Regions from separate parts of the Zea mays genome. Here all the other regions are linked to region 2. The links are chromatin contacts, called in public Hi-C maps. All regions are on one chromosome and are shown on one strand. The core of a region is the stretch at or near the end of the contact, and the rest is flanking DNA. Distances in the headings are between cores, read along the strand shown.

The links. Hi-C and Micro-C count contacts between places; a contact is called where the count stands out from the background.
Region 1: a contact with region 2 is called in a Hi-C map of ear, with 4 times the contacts expected there. The contact joins the promoter of LOC100383086 here to the promoter of LOC100281974 in region 2. A contact is called at or near these places in 2 of 25 Hi-C or Micro-C datasets (ear and tassel).
Region 3: a contact with region 2 is called in a Hi-C map of ear, with 3 times the contacts expected there. The contact joins the promoter of LOC109941983 here to the promoter of LOC100281974 in region 2. A contact is called at or near these places in 9 of 25 Hi-C or Micro-C datasets (bundle sheath, ear, endosperm and 3 more) and 1 of 3 datasets of contacts at active chromatin or transcription factors (leaf).
Region 4: a contact with region 2 is called in a Hi-C map of leaf, with 10 times the contacts expected there. The contact joins the promoter of LOC100274420 here to the promoter of LOC100281974 in region 2. A contact is called at or near these places in 3 of 25 Hi-C or Micro-C datasets (ear, leaf and tassel).

The regions. Positions count from the first base shown.
Region 1 is chr8:18,816,247-18,819,084 of Zm-B73-REFERENCE-NAM-5.0, forward strand. It overlaps LOC100383086, which reads left to right and starts at 1,361. Exons shown (of 19, transcript NM_001175757.1): 1 at 1,361-1,505; 2 at 1,607-1,784; 3 at 2,462-2,574; 4 at 2,660-2,838. The coding sequence starts at 1,410. LOC103634873 (transcriptional corepressor LEUNIG) reads left to right here. Exons shown (of 18, transcript XM_008657455.4): 18 at 1-413. The coding sequence ends at 103.
Region 2 is chr8:18,452,014-18,454,978 of Zm-B73-REFERENCE-NAM-5.0, forward strand. It overlaps LOC100281974, which reads left to right and starts at 1,303. Exons shown (of 7, transcript NM_001154891.1): 1 at 1,303-1,425; 2 at 1,837-1,911; 3 at 2,840-2,965. The coding sequence starts at 1,843.
Region 3 is chr8:18,165,072-18,167,947 of Zm-B73-REFERENCE-NAM-5.0, forward strand. LOC109941983 (ABC transporter C family member 3) reads left to right here and starts at 1,593. Exons shown (of 10, transcript XM_020543288.2): 1 at 1,593-2,876. The coding sequence starts at 1,760.
Region 4 is chr8:17,965,815-17,969,008 of Zm-B73-REFERENCE-NAM-5.0, forward strand. LOC100274420 (lipase/lipooxygenase, PLAT/LH2) reads left to right here and starts at 1,688. Exons shown (of 1, transcript NM_001148779.1): 1 at 1,688-2,848. The coding sequence starts at 1,928. The coding sequence ends at 2,530. It overlaps TRNAP-AGG (transfer RNA proline (anticodon AGG)), which reads left to right and starts at 1,333; the gene lies at 1,333-1,404.

The DNA of each region.
Region 1 (2,838 bases), core at 111-2,610, 360 kb after region 2:
GACTGTTGCAGCGCACGACAGCCTCGTCTCGGCCCTGGCATCGTCGAGCTCCGGCCTGGTTGCTTCGAGTGGCCATGACAAGTATGTCAAGCTGTGGAGATGAGCTTCGACTTTCCTGCCCTGGCATGTTAAGTACGGTTGTGGACGCGCCCCAACCCTTTTGGCACCATTAGCTATCTGCTTGCATTGCAGTAGCGCTCAGGAGTTAGGATGGTGACTCGACCGCCTGACTGAACATGTGTCCGCTGAAGTAGCGTGCAGTAAAACCCTGAAGAAGTGGGTTTAGCGCCTAGCTTTTGTATAGGAAATTAGAACACGGGTTATGTTAAGTATCCAATGTCTGTCACTACCTTGACATCTGACATGGCTTGAAAGCTTTTGCTGCTGCAACTCGGCTTCCGAAAGGGATCACATTTCTGTGCTCGTGGGTGGCGTGTGTGGTGTGGTGTTGCGTACAAGACAAGATGCAAGGCTAGAAAGATAACGGCAGTCCCAACTTAGAAGAAAGGAACCCTTGTAGCCCGTGATGCCTAGCTAACGCAACGAGATTCCCGTGTTCAATTCTAATTCGCACGTAGGAGTAGCAGATCTGCGGATCTGCCGTTCCGATTCCTCTACGAGGAAGAACAGCTATGCCTCCGGTCATTCAAGATCTGTGGCCTTGTTTGCTATGCCTGCGTCGAATCATCTTCTTCGTCTGCAGACTTGTTCGAGGTAAGGTAGGTCACTACGCCTGGGATTAAAGAAAAATGAGTGAACACCCGTGAGGAACCAGGTTCTTTTTTTATTTCGTAGGATTTCGCAGGACATCCAACTCATTTCATATGTTTTCCCTGCTGCCGAGGAACACGTATCAACCAATCAATTTGTTCGAAAGAGGCCTCAAACTGAGTGCCAATTGCATATTTTCAAATGAAGAAAAACTATCCCCTTGCATGAACGCAAGAGATCTGTAATTGTTCTTGAAAGGTTTCAAATTTATCATTTGGATTTAATTCGAAACGACTTATATTGTTTATAAAATGTTTTCTCTCTATAAATTATATATAGCTGCAGCAGTCTAAACATAAGCTTGATTTAGGCGTTAGCTTACTCACAACAACCTTCCTCTTTAGGGGGTGTTTGGTTTCTAGTGACTAATATTTAGTCCTTACATTTTATTCCATTTAAGTTACAAAATTGTTAAATATAGAAACCAAAACTCTATTTTAGTTTCTATATTTGACAATTTATACACTAAAATGGAATAAAATGATGGGACTAAATATTAGTCCCTAGAAACCAAACACCCACTTAATAACTCGCTTCGCCCTCATTATAATCACTCACTCTCTCTCTACTCTCTTCGTCTGCGCCCCCACAAAACCCTAGACGCCACCCTCCCCCGCCGCGCGCCGCCGCCCGCGGACATGGATCTCCTTCGCTCTCATCTCCACAAGGTCCGGATCCCCGAGCCAACCAACCGCATCCACAAGGACGAGTGCTGCGTCTCCTTCGACACTCCGGTAACAACCGTGCCCCACCCCGTCCCGTTCCTCAACTCCGACTCGATTCGTTAGGGCTAGGGTCTGAGGCGACTTGGATTTGTTTGCTTGCGTGGGCGCAGAGGTCAGAGGGAGGCCTGTACGTGGACATGGTCTCGTTCCTGGGGTTCGGGAGGGAGTACGTGGAGTGGAACTTCGAGAAGACGGGGAACCCCGTGTACCTCCACATCGTTCAGCGCCGGAAGCCGGAGCCCGACGAGGCGGATCGCCCGCTTAAGAAGCCCACCCTCCTCGCTATAGGTACATGTTCTTCTTATTAGCTTGATCGAAGCCGACAGTTCAGGCAGTAACTATCTAATGCTCTGCCTAGCTTGAGTGAACCCAACAGTTCATCTGTTATGTAAATGGGTATGCTTAGCTTATGATGATCATGCGGCACAACAATGCTTTAAATCCTTTTCATTGTCTGCTATGTAACTGAATTGTGTGTGTTTTACATGATTATTGGTTGAACTATGATGAACAGAAGGGAGGGCTGCATTGTATCTGGATCACATGAAATGTGTCAATTGTGTAGCAGTGTCACCATGATAGATGATACTACTGGAGTACTAGAATATGTTATGTTTTCTGCTTTGTTGTTGAAGCCGGTTTAGTAAGCAAGTTCAGGGTGTGGTACTATGCTGTTTACTATTAAAAAATGCAGTGGACTTTTGAATTTACAGTAGTTATGACCTTATGGGGGTGGTTCCTAATTTCTTGTATCATTTATTTGTTATTGGTATATGTACACTATAATGTCCTCCATACCTGTATCGGAAATTTCATACTTGAACTGGATGTTCGTTGAACTACAGTGCATTCCTATGTTTCCTGGCTTACAAATATTAGAATGTGGATCTAATAAACACTAACATTAAATCTATGTATTCAATGAGAGTTTCGGTTTATATTAATGATTTTCCCACAATTGATAGGTGTGGAAGGAGGTTTTGGTGATCAAGAACCAGAATATGATGAAACTTTTGAAATAGTCATCTTACCTGATTTTATTTGTCTTCCATTTCCGTCAGTTGATTTGCCAGAGAAGGTAGACTTTAGTCTTTACCCTTTATGGAAATAGCAAAACACCAAAACTACTGTATGTACTTTAATTTAGGATGTACTATTTGCAGGTTAGGCTTGCGGTTGATAAAGTTTTACTTGCTGAAAGTGCTGATAGAAAAGAACAACTGGCTGCTTGGGTTGCTGACAAAAAGAACATTAGTGCATATGCTATGGACCTGCAGCAGCTAGACAATGGTGTTATTGTGCCTCCTACTGGATGGAAGTGTAGCAAATGCGATAAAACTGA
Region 2 (2,965 bases), core at 53-2,552:
GTATATCATTATGATTTACGAAAGAACGTTGAGGATGCTCTTAACATAAAATATGTACCTCGACATTACATCAGATATACACAAATCAAGTTGGCGATATTTGTAAAATTCCAAATCAATTGAGGGATTCTGAATCTCTTCGTGTCTGTCACATTTAAATTGTAAAAAGGAAAAATTATGTATAAGTGGGATTCAAACTATAATTATTAGTTCTAAACCCATATTCATACCTATCTAGCCAACATGACACACGCGTATTCTCAAGTATAAATAGAAACCGTAGCAATGCATGGTATATAACTAGTATATATGCATATAGTAGTGAGACTATTAATATATAGTCCAATAATTCGGTAGCGAAGTATTGAAAGGTGAGCAACTAAAATGTATCCACAGCTCAGTTGTGTTTAAACACTTAGGCCATGTTTTCCTTCTAGGATTATATAATCTAGCTTATAGATTATACACGAACCTAATGACCTTCTTAGACAGTGTTCAACAATTCACCCATATGGTTATCTAAAACATTGTTTTTGTACTGTAGACTGCAATATTCGTAGGGTGTAGTTTCAATATAGGTACAGGGATGAATAAGCTGTTGGAGATAGCCTTGTGGATTATCATAATCTAGGTATCTAGATTATATAATTCACCTAATAATTTGTGTTGTTTGTTTATCTATTGATTTATTTAAACTGAATTAATTGTGTTGTTTGTTTGTCTCTTAACTTATTTAAACTGAATTAAGGTAAACAAACGGTCCTCAGGCAGTGCTTTGGTTATGGAGCCAGTTGAGATAGAGCCGCTCCATCCCAGAGAACAATTCGGTTTGGGAGATTAGGGGTATGGTTCAATATTTTAACATAATTTTTCTTTTTAGAGCCACTTTGTCCTATATAAAATCACTTCAAACAACTATAAAATAGGAGTGGAGCAGTTCCATCCTATCATACCCCGGAACCAAACACTACCTTAGAACTAATTTAGGAAAGAGAAAACCCGAATGAGATTGAAGGGTCTAAAATCCTTTTTTATCTAATTTTTTAATAAGAAAAAGGTTTTAGCCTCTCTTACACCTCTAGTTTTGTGGCTCCTAAAACAGTCATTAGTGGTCGGATTATTTCTCATCACCGAGTTGGGCCGTCCGCGGATTCTCTTCCACAAGCAAACTGGCCATCTCCGGATTCAACAAATTGGGCTTCTGTACCACATCCCCTCTAAAGAGTAGAGATGAAAGGCTACACTGGGCCGTGCCATGCTAAGCCCGCTACAGAGTAGAATGACAGGCCCGATTAGCCTCCTCCGTTGCAGCTGCAGGTTCTCGCCGACTCCCCTTCTCCTTCGACCTCCGCCGCTCGCCGCCGTTTCCCGTCCGCGGCGGCGCCTCCTCCCCTCCCACTCTTCCTCGTTGTCGATCTCGTCTCGGTTAGTTTCCTCCTAGTCCCGCACCTCTTTGGTGCACTGCACCCGTGTCTCCTCCTCGCAGCTGACCACGACACGACCTCCTCCTCAACTTGTATCGTCGAGTCGTCTGGCGGCGGGATAATCCGCGCCATCACCAGTGTGTGGGGGTGGGGGTTCCTTATCGATGGACGTGAACAAAATTATCTGTCAATAACTCTCCCACACTTAAAAAGAGAAGAACTCTTCTGAGTTTAGACTGACCAGACATTCTCTAGGGTTTGGGGCTAGCTGCCTGCACAATTTGTTCTGTTCTTACCTCCGTGCAGCGCGAGTTTTGTTATTTCTGAATGGGGTTTATTGGTTGAATTTTCAGTTCGATTGCTGGATCACTTGCTTAATCGCGGTGTTTGTTGCTGTATATTTCCGCTGCAGGGTACCATGGCAAGATCACTCTCCACCGCCCTCGTGAGGGGACTTATGAGATCGTCCCGTGCATCGACATCAGCTGTAAGGCTCTTGTACCCATTCCGCCATTCCGTGAAATTAACGGTTTTATGTCATTGTTGATTATCGCTAAATGCTAATGACATGATGAGATTGTTTGGCGGAGTTGTGCTGATCCTAATTTCGCACCTATTTCCTTCTGGCCCACTACAGTGCATCAGGGGTATGGAATTGGATTCACATGAGTTTTGCGCACTGTGTCAGGGTTTGGAATTGGATTCACATGATTTCTGTACAGTCATCTCTATTCTGAGATTCTAATGGGCAATTGAGCAACTGTATATCTGTAGTTTCTGGAACTGTAGCACACCTGATTCATGCAGTCAGTTTCCAGTGTCCAATAATATATTTAGATAAATGCATCCTATGTTCCCGTCTAATGAGAATACTGATGGTATGTGACCACAACCTTTTTTTTTGTTTGGCATTAGATGTAATCTGTTGTCACTATGCTAACTTCTAAGTTGCTTTTGGGCTAGTAAATATCATCCCTGGCAGCATCTTTCTAGTTTTCTACACCTGTATTTAAAAAAAATCGACCCATTCTATTTGCTTTGTTTGCTGCACATAACTTGTATCCGGTGCGACTTAGTATAAGTGTTAAGCTGCTTCAGTGCCCTAGCCTCTAGCTGATAAAAAATCACCCAACCACTTCATGTTCTATGTATGCTGCATATATAAATCATGAGGGAACTCTAGTATATGTGTTAAGCCACCTGTGCCCTAGCTGATAATGAATCATCAGGTAACTTGTAAGGAGTAAGTTTTTTCTATCTTGCCTGAATGTGAGTGTGACACATGGTGCATGAGTTTATCACTTTATCACTTTGCGCACTTTAAGATTGAGCATACTGTGGTGTATGCTGTATTTTTTTCTGTTTGTGTCTACCTCCTAATTTTTATCCTGTATCATGTATCTTTTTTTGCGCAGGCTGTGTCACGACCAGCTATCCAGCAGTTTATGAACTATTCATCAGGTCTTAGTGGCACTCCTAATGCAAATGGGGACTCAGTGACAACACGAGTAGCTGCTGATCACGACACCCATCAAGATTTT
Region 3 (2,876 bases), core at 343-2,842, 290 kb before region 2:
AAAAAATTACTATCATATTCGTAGTTTCGTAATACACATTGTTATCTGCTAATTAAGCTCTAAAATGATTAATTTCGCAATTATTTATCACCGATTGGTGGAGAGGGAGACATAGTGTGTTTGGTTTGATGTCAAAGTAGGATAAGTCGGGGTGTGATATCGGGCCTGTTTGGTTCAGCTTTTTTCTGACCAGCTTTTCTGAGAATCTGGCTGTGGAGAGAATCTAGCTGTGGGAAGAATCTGAGTATTGTGTGGATTACGTGCGGAGGAAGATGAAGTGGTCCAAAGAGTTCAGGATCTAGAAAGCAACAGATTCCTACTATCATGACGATTCGACCGATTTTGTGTTCATATTGATTTTGAACGGTTTTTACCAAAACGATTTTTATAGAAGCTGGCTGAAAAGCTGGGACGTTTGGCGATCTGCAGCAGCTTTTGGTGGCAAGAAGCTGGAAAAAGCCCAAACAAACAGGGGCATCATCCTCTCAATTTTTTGGAATCACGTTGTCACAAAAAATTACTCCGGTGTTTACCCGACTCTCATCAAAACACTATAGAAAATGTGGTTAGCCTCATTCCATCCCTGCTTGTACATTCAAACAACACACACTAGAGCTCCGCTTCTCCAAGGGGGAATTCTCCCGAGGGGGGCACCGTTGGAGCTGGCCAGCCGGGGCACCTCAGAGCCGACAGGGGGAAGGGAGCGTTGTTGGAGTCCACCGTATTGTTTTAGTTTCTGACCATCAGAAACTGCTGCAGACTGTCAAATACTCAACTTTTTGTATGCTTCTATAGAAAACACTGTAGTTAAAACTGTTAAAAATCAACGTGAACACAAAATCGGTCGCGTCGTTGCGATAGTAAGAAACCATCACTTTTGTAGATCGTAAACCCTATTGATTATTTTATCTTTCTCCGCACGTAATCTCCATTATACTTAAGTTATCTTCATAACCAGGCTCTTTCCACAAACAGATTCTCAGAAAATAAAAGTGAACAAACATGCCCAACATATCAAGCGTAAAACTATCTACAGTTCTAACATTCTAAAATTAACTCATGTTCATTCGAATTCTTAATCTAGTGCAGTCTCACCAACCAAATCTGCAGGCTGTCAAGGGTTCTTTATAAAATGTTTAAGTCAGTAGACTATAATGGTTCTAAACACGACGTAATGTGCATACGTTAATTTAGTAGGTTAGCGCTGCAAGTAGTTTTCCCGTAGGCAATGCCTGCAGTTGATCCCGTCCCGTCAACTGCCCTCTCGGCCATGGCGCTACCTTCCGCGGAGAAGCGCGCAGAAGATCTCTCTGGCCGGGAGCCGTGCAGCAACAAATCCAAAAGCCCTCCGTTCCTCGTAAACAAAACGCACGCATCGGCGTAATTAACGATTCTTACCGCACTCTGTTAACAGCTAGCAGCGCACAACCGCGCCACGTCGTGACGCCGTAGGAGGTTTACTGCCCAGTGCCCACAGCCGATGCGGTCAGGCACGCGGCGCCGTTCGGTTTTTTCGCGCGGGGTGCCGGCCTGCGGGGTTGGGGTGTGCGACGGGGACTGGGGAGACGGAGGGGGACGGTTCCTTGGACTCCAAGGAGCCCAGAGGCGCGCGCGGCAGCCGTCTTTGACCGCCACCGCGGGGCGTCGCCGTGAGGAGGGTTTGGGGCCGCTGACGCCCGCGGCCCGCGGCGACGTCTCGCCTATATAAACCCATACTCGCCCGTCCCTCCTCACTCACCCAAGCCACACCCGACGCCAGATGCCCGCGTCCACGGCCGCGCCGCCTCACGCGGCGCTCGCGATGGCGGCGACACCGGCGCGCGAGGGCCCCCTCCTCTACTCTCTCTTCCCCCTGGAGCCGCTCATCCTCCACGGCGTGGGCGCCGCGGTCCACGTCCTCCTCGCGCTCGCCGTCGCGGGGCGGTTCCTGTTTCACCGCTGCGGCCTCTCCGGCGCCGGCCGCGCCAAGGACGGGGAGGCGCGCGGATGCGGCCCCCGCGGCGGGGGCCAGTTCCGGTGCCGCGTCGTCGCGGTCTGCGCCACGTGGGCCGTGGCGGCGGCCGAGGTCCTGCTCGCGGCCTACTCGTGCTACCTGGGCAGCAGCGCCGGGTGGTCGCGTGAAACGGCGGTGGGCCTCGCGGACGCGGCCGCGCGCGCGGTGGCGTGGCTGCTGCTCGCTGCGTACCTGCAGTTCGACTTCGGGCAGCGGCGCGAGGGGCGGTTCCCGGCGCCTCTCAGGCTCTGGTGGGCGTTCTTCCTCCTGCTCTCCCTCCTGGCGGTGGCCGACCACGTGGCGACCAGGCTCGACGGGCTCCTGGTACCGGCGCTCTCGTGGGCGTTCGACGCCGTCTCGGTTGCTGCTGCCGTGGTTCTGCTCTGCGCTGGGCTCGTAGGCCGGAGGGAGGGAGGCGGCTCTGCGGCCGAGGAGCCTCTGCTCAACGGCACGCATGAGTCTGCCGACGGTAGCGGCCGCGGCGACGCCGAGGCGTCCAGGTTCACCGGCGCCGGCTTTTTCAGCTTGCTCACCTTCTCGTGGATGGGCCCCCTTCTCGCGGTCGGCCACAAGAAGACCCTCGGCCTGGACGACGTCCCGGGGCTCGACCCCGGCGACAGCATCTCCAGCCTGCTCCCGATGTTCAAGGTCAACCTAGAGGCGGTGGCCGGCGACGTCTCCGGCTCTGGCCGGAAGGCCGTCACGGCGTTCAAGCTCACTAAGGCCCTGTTGCGCACCGTGTGGTGGCACGTCGCGGTGACCGCGTTCTACGCGCTGGTCTACAATGTCGCCACCTACGTCGGCCCGTACCTCATCGACTCCCTGGTGCAGTACCTCAACGGCGACGAGAGGTATGCGAGCAAGGGGCAGCTCCTTGTCCTCG
Region 4 (3,194 bases), core at 438-2,937, 490 kb before region 2:
GAGCAGCCAGCAGCCAAATTGGAAGAGGATGGGTGGGGATGAAACCATTGATATAGGAGAGGGGCAGATCCGGGGGCGGTTGGGTTGGGGTGACCAGCGGCATGCACGGAGGTTGTTGGGAGTCCGGCGGCACAAGGGTTGCATCTCAGACCCGGATGGCTGGGTTCGGGGATGGTTCCGGGGACGGCACGCGCGGGTTCGCGATGGTTTCCGGGAACAGCGCGCGGAGTCGGCGGGGATGGCGGCTGCGGCTGCGGGGTCAGCGGGGATCGGCGGATTCGACGGATGTTACGGGAATAGCGCGCGGAGTCGGCGGGGATGGCGGTTGCGCGCGGAGTCGGCGGATGTTGCGAGGTCGGTGGCTGCGAGAATGGGGATGGCGGCCGTGGGGTCAGCGGATCGGTGGATCGGCGGATGCTGCGGGATCGGTGGGTCTTGTGAGGTCGGCGGATGCGGGAACGTGGGTCTGCAGGGATGGAGCTGCGCGCGGAGTCGGCGGATGTTGCGAGGTCGGCGGCTATGAGAACGGGGATGGCGGCCGCGGGAACATGGGTCTGCAGGGATGGAGGGGTTTTTTTTTGTAAAATGGTGACACACACGTGCGACAGGTTGGATGGAATAAGAATAGGGTTTTTTTTGTAAAAAAATGACGCACGACGACCGTTGAAACTGGTGTTTTAAATATAATATAGAATATATATATATATATATGAGCGTGGCAAGTTTTTTTAGACTTACAAAGTCGTGGTAGACATTCGACCATCTAGTCTTAAACTAATGTGGCAAAAAATATGACAAACATGATGACTTACGACTGAGAATCATGTAAGGATTAGTTTGGGACCTCTATTTTTTCAAAAGATTATTTAGATAACTAAACTATTTTTTTTAAGAAAATGAGATTGTCAAACTAACTCTAAGTGGCATGCAATCCGTGGGGTATTCATTTCGTTCACATATATATTCGGCCACTTCTCTATTACAGGTGCGTGAATTTTATACTAGGTAGCTAAGCTTTAAGAAGGTTTCACGCAATACTCTTATATCACGAGCTAGCACAATTAAATTGTTACTTCTATGATTCGTTATCAATTTTGTCCTTGTGTGACTGTACAAACGATTATTGATTATCCTTGTGCCAACATAAACCAGATTGTTTTCACATTTGTGATTTTGTCTAACAGATTTTTATTCTTGGAATAAAAGGCGTAAAGCATGCACACAGAAACTGTAACAAACCATACAATGAGCATCGTCTGAGATTAATCTAAAGTTCTTTTTAGCAATTATTATAGGATTAAATGTACGTTAGTATGTAGATAAAACATCAAAGGGCATTTGGTCTAGTGGTATGATTCTCGCTTAGGGTGCGAGAGGTCCCGAGTTCAATTCTCGGAATGCCCCGTTTTTAAATCTTTTTCATAAATTTTATTTTACCATTTTTTTTGTTTACCACGTGACTCTCGTGGGGCTGTAACTGGCGTACTGCCACTGATGCTGTGAATCTGTGATGCACGACGAAGAAGGCGACTCCGTAGCTCGTGGATCATTGAGAGCCACTTGTGCATTTGACATGGCAGGGCATCCCAAATAATCAATGCAGTTGGTGGTGTTCATGGTTGATGCGGACGGGCGGGCCAGCTATAAACAAATTTTCATAGTGTATACTTGGGCAGACCCGATCATCAGACGTTTTCCAAAATGAAAAAAAAAACAGCATCAGATCAGGTGACATGGCATCTCATTATCTCAACGCTGCTCACCTCGAGGTTTTAGCTGCTGCTGCGTGCTGCCCGTGTCAAGTCCGGAGCAAGAGCAACCAACCAACCACCTCCTCCCCTCTCCGTCTCCCAGTCCGGCCTCGCTCGCCACTCGGAGTCTCGGAGTCAACCGCCAGCGCCTCGATCCGGCGAAGCCAGCCCAGCCCATGGCCTCCGGCGCCGTACCACCGCAGCGGGTCGCCCTGCTGGCGCTCGCCGCCGCCCTCTCCGTCGTCTCATTCCCGCACCTGTCCCTCCTCGCCTCGTCCCATCCGCTCCCGCAGGAAGCTGCTGCTGCTGCTGCGGGTGCGGCGGCGGGAGGCGAGGCGTCCGAGCCTCACGGCACCGCCGCCGATGGTGCCGCCGTGGCGCGGCGCGCGTGCACGTACACGGTGCAGATCAAGACGAGCTGCGCGTCCCCGCGGAGCTCCGCGGACGCGGTGAGCCTCGCGTTCGGGGACGCGTACCGCAACGAGGTGTACGCGGCGACGGTGACGCCGCGGCGCGGGTTCGAGCGCTGCGCCACGGACACGTTCCGCGTCGCCGGGCCCTGCGGCTACGGCGTCTGCTACCTCTACCTGCGCCGGTCGGGCCGCGCGGCCGGGTGGACGCCCGAGTGGGTCAGGGTGTACGAGCCGGCGTCCGGCGCGCCCTCCACCTTCTACTACGGCGACCCGCTCCCCGACGGCGTCTGGTACGGCTTCGACCGCTGCGTCAAGGCCGGGGCCGGCGCCTCTGCCGAGCATGGTGCCGCGGCGCGGACGCTGTGACGGACGGACGCGGACGCCGCCGGTCTCTGGGCGACAGGGCGAGGTAGCAGAGCGCCACTCGTGGCGCGCGGTCCTGCTGCCGTGTCAAGCGATGATTGCTGGGGCACGGCGTCTCTTTCTGTGCAAGTGGAGTATTCATTTCGGGTGGCTGCTAGTAGTAATAGCTTCTCTATTTGGTCTATTTGCGTTACGTGTAGTACGTGCCACGCATAATAAAAAGTAGTACGTATGTCTGAAAAAGAAAATATGAGTCCTCAAAGGATTTTCTATGCAACGCTAGCAATAAAAACCGATCCAATCTGTGAGTTGTTTTTTTCTAGTTCGCCTCTCATCAGGGCCCTGTTGCCAATTCGACAACGATCCCACACTGTATGCCCGGTCTGATTAGCTGCCTTCCTTTTGCTGTCTACGAGTGTATCAAAACATTCCATGGAAATGCGACAACAGAAACTAAACACATCCTCATCGTGTGCGTTCCTTCCACATCCACACGCGTTCTCAGCCACGGGGCGAGTGTCGTTCTGCCACACTCCACCAGCTCGGATGATGTTTCGCCCTGACAGATCCTCGCCTCGACGGCGACTGCGGCAAGGCGTACCTTGCCATTCGACCGGCGCAACGCAATGCCGCCGACAGAGATACAACGTCGTCGACTCCCACGCGG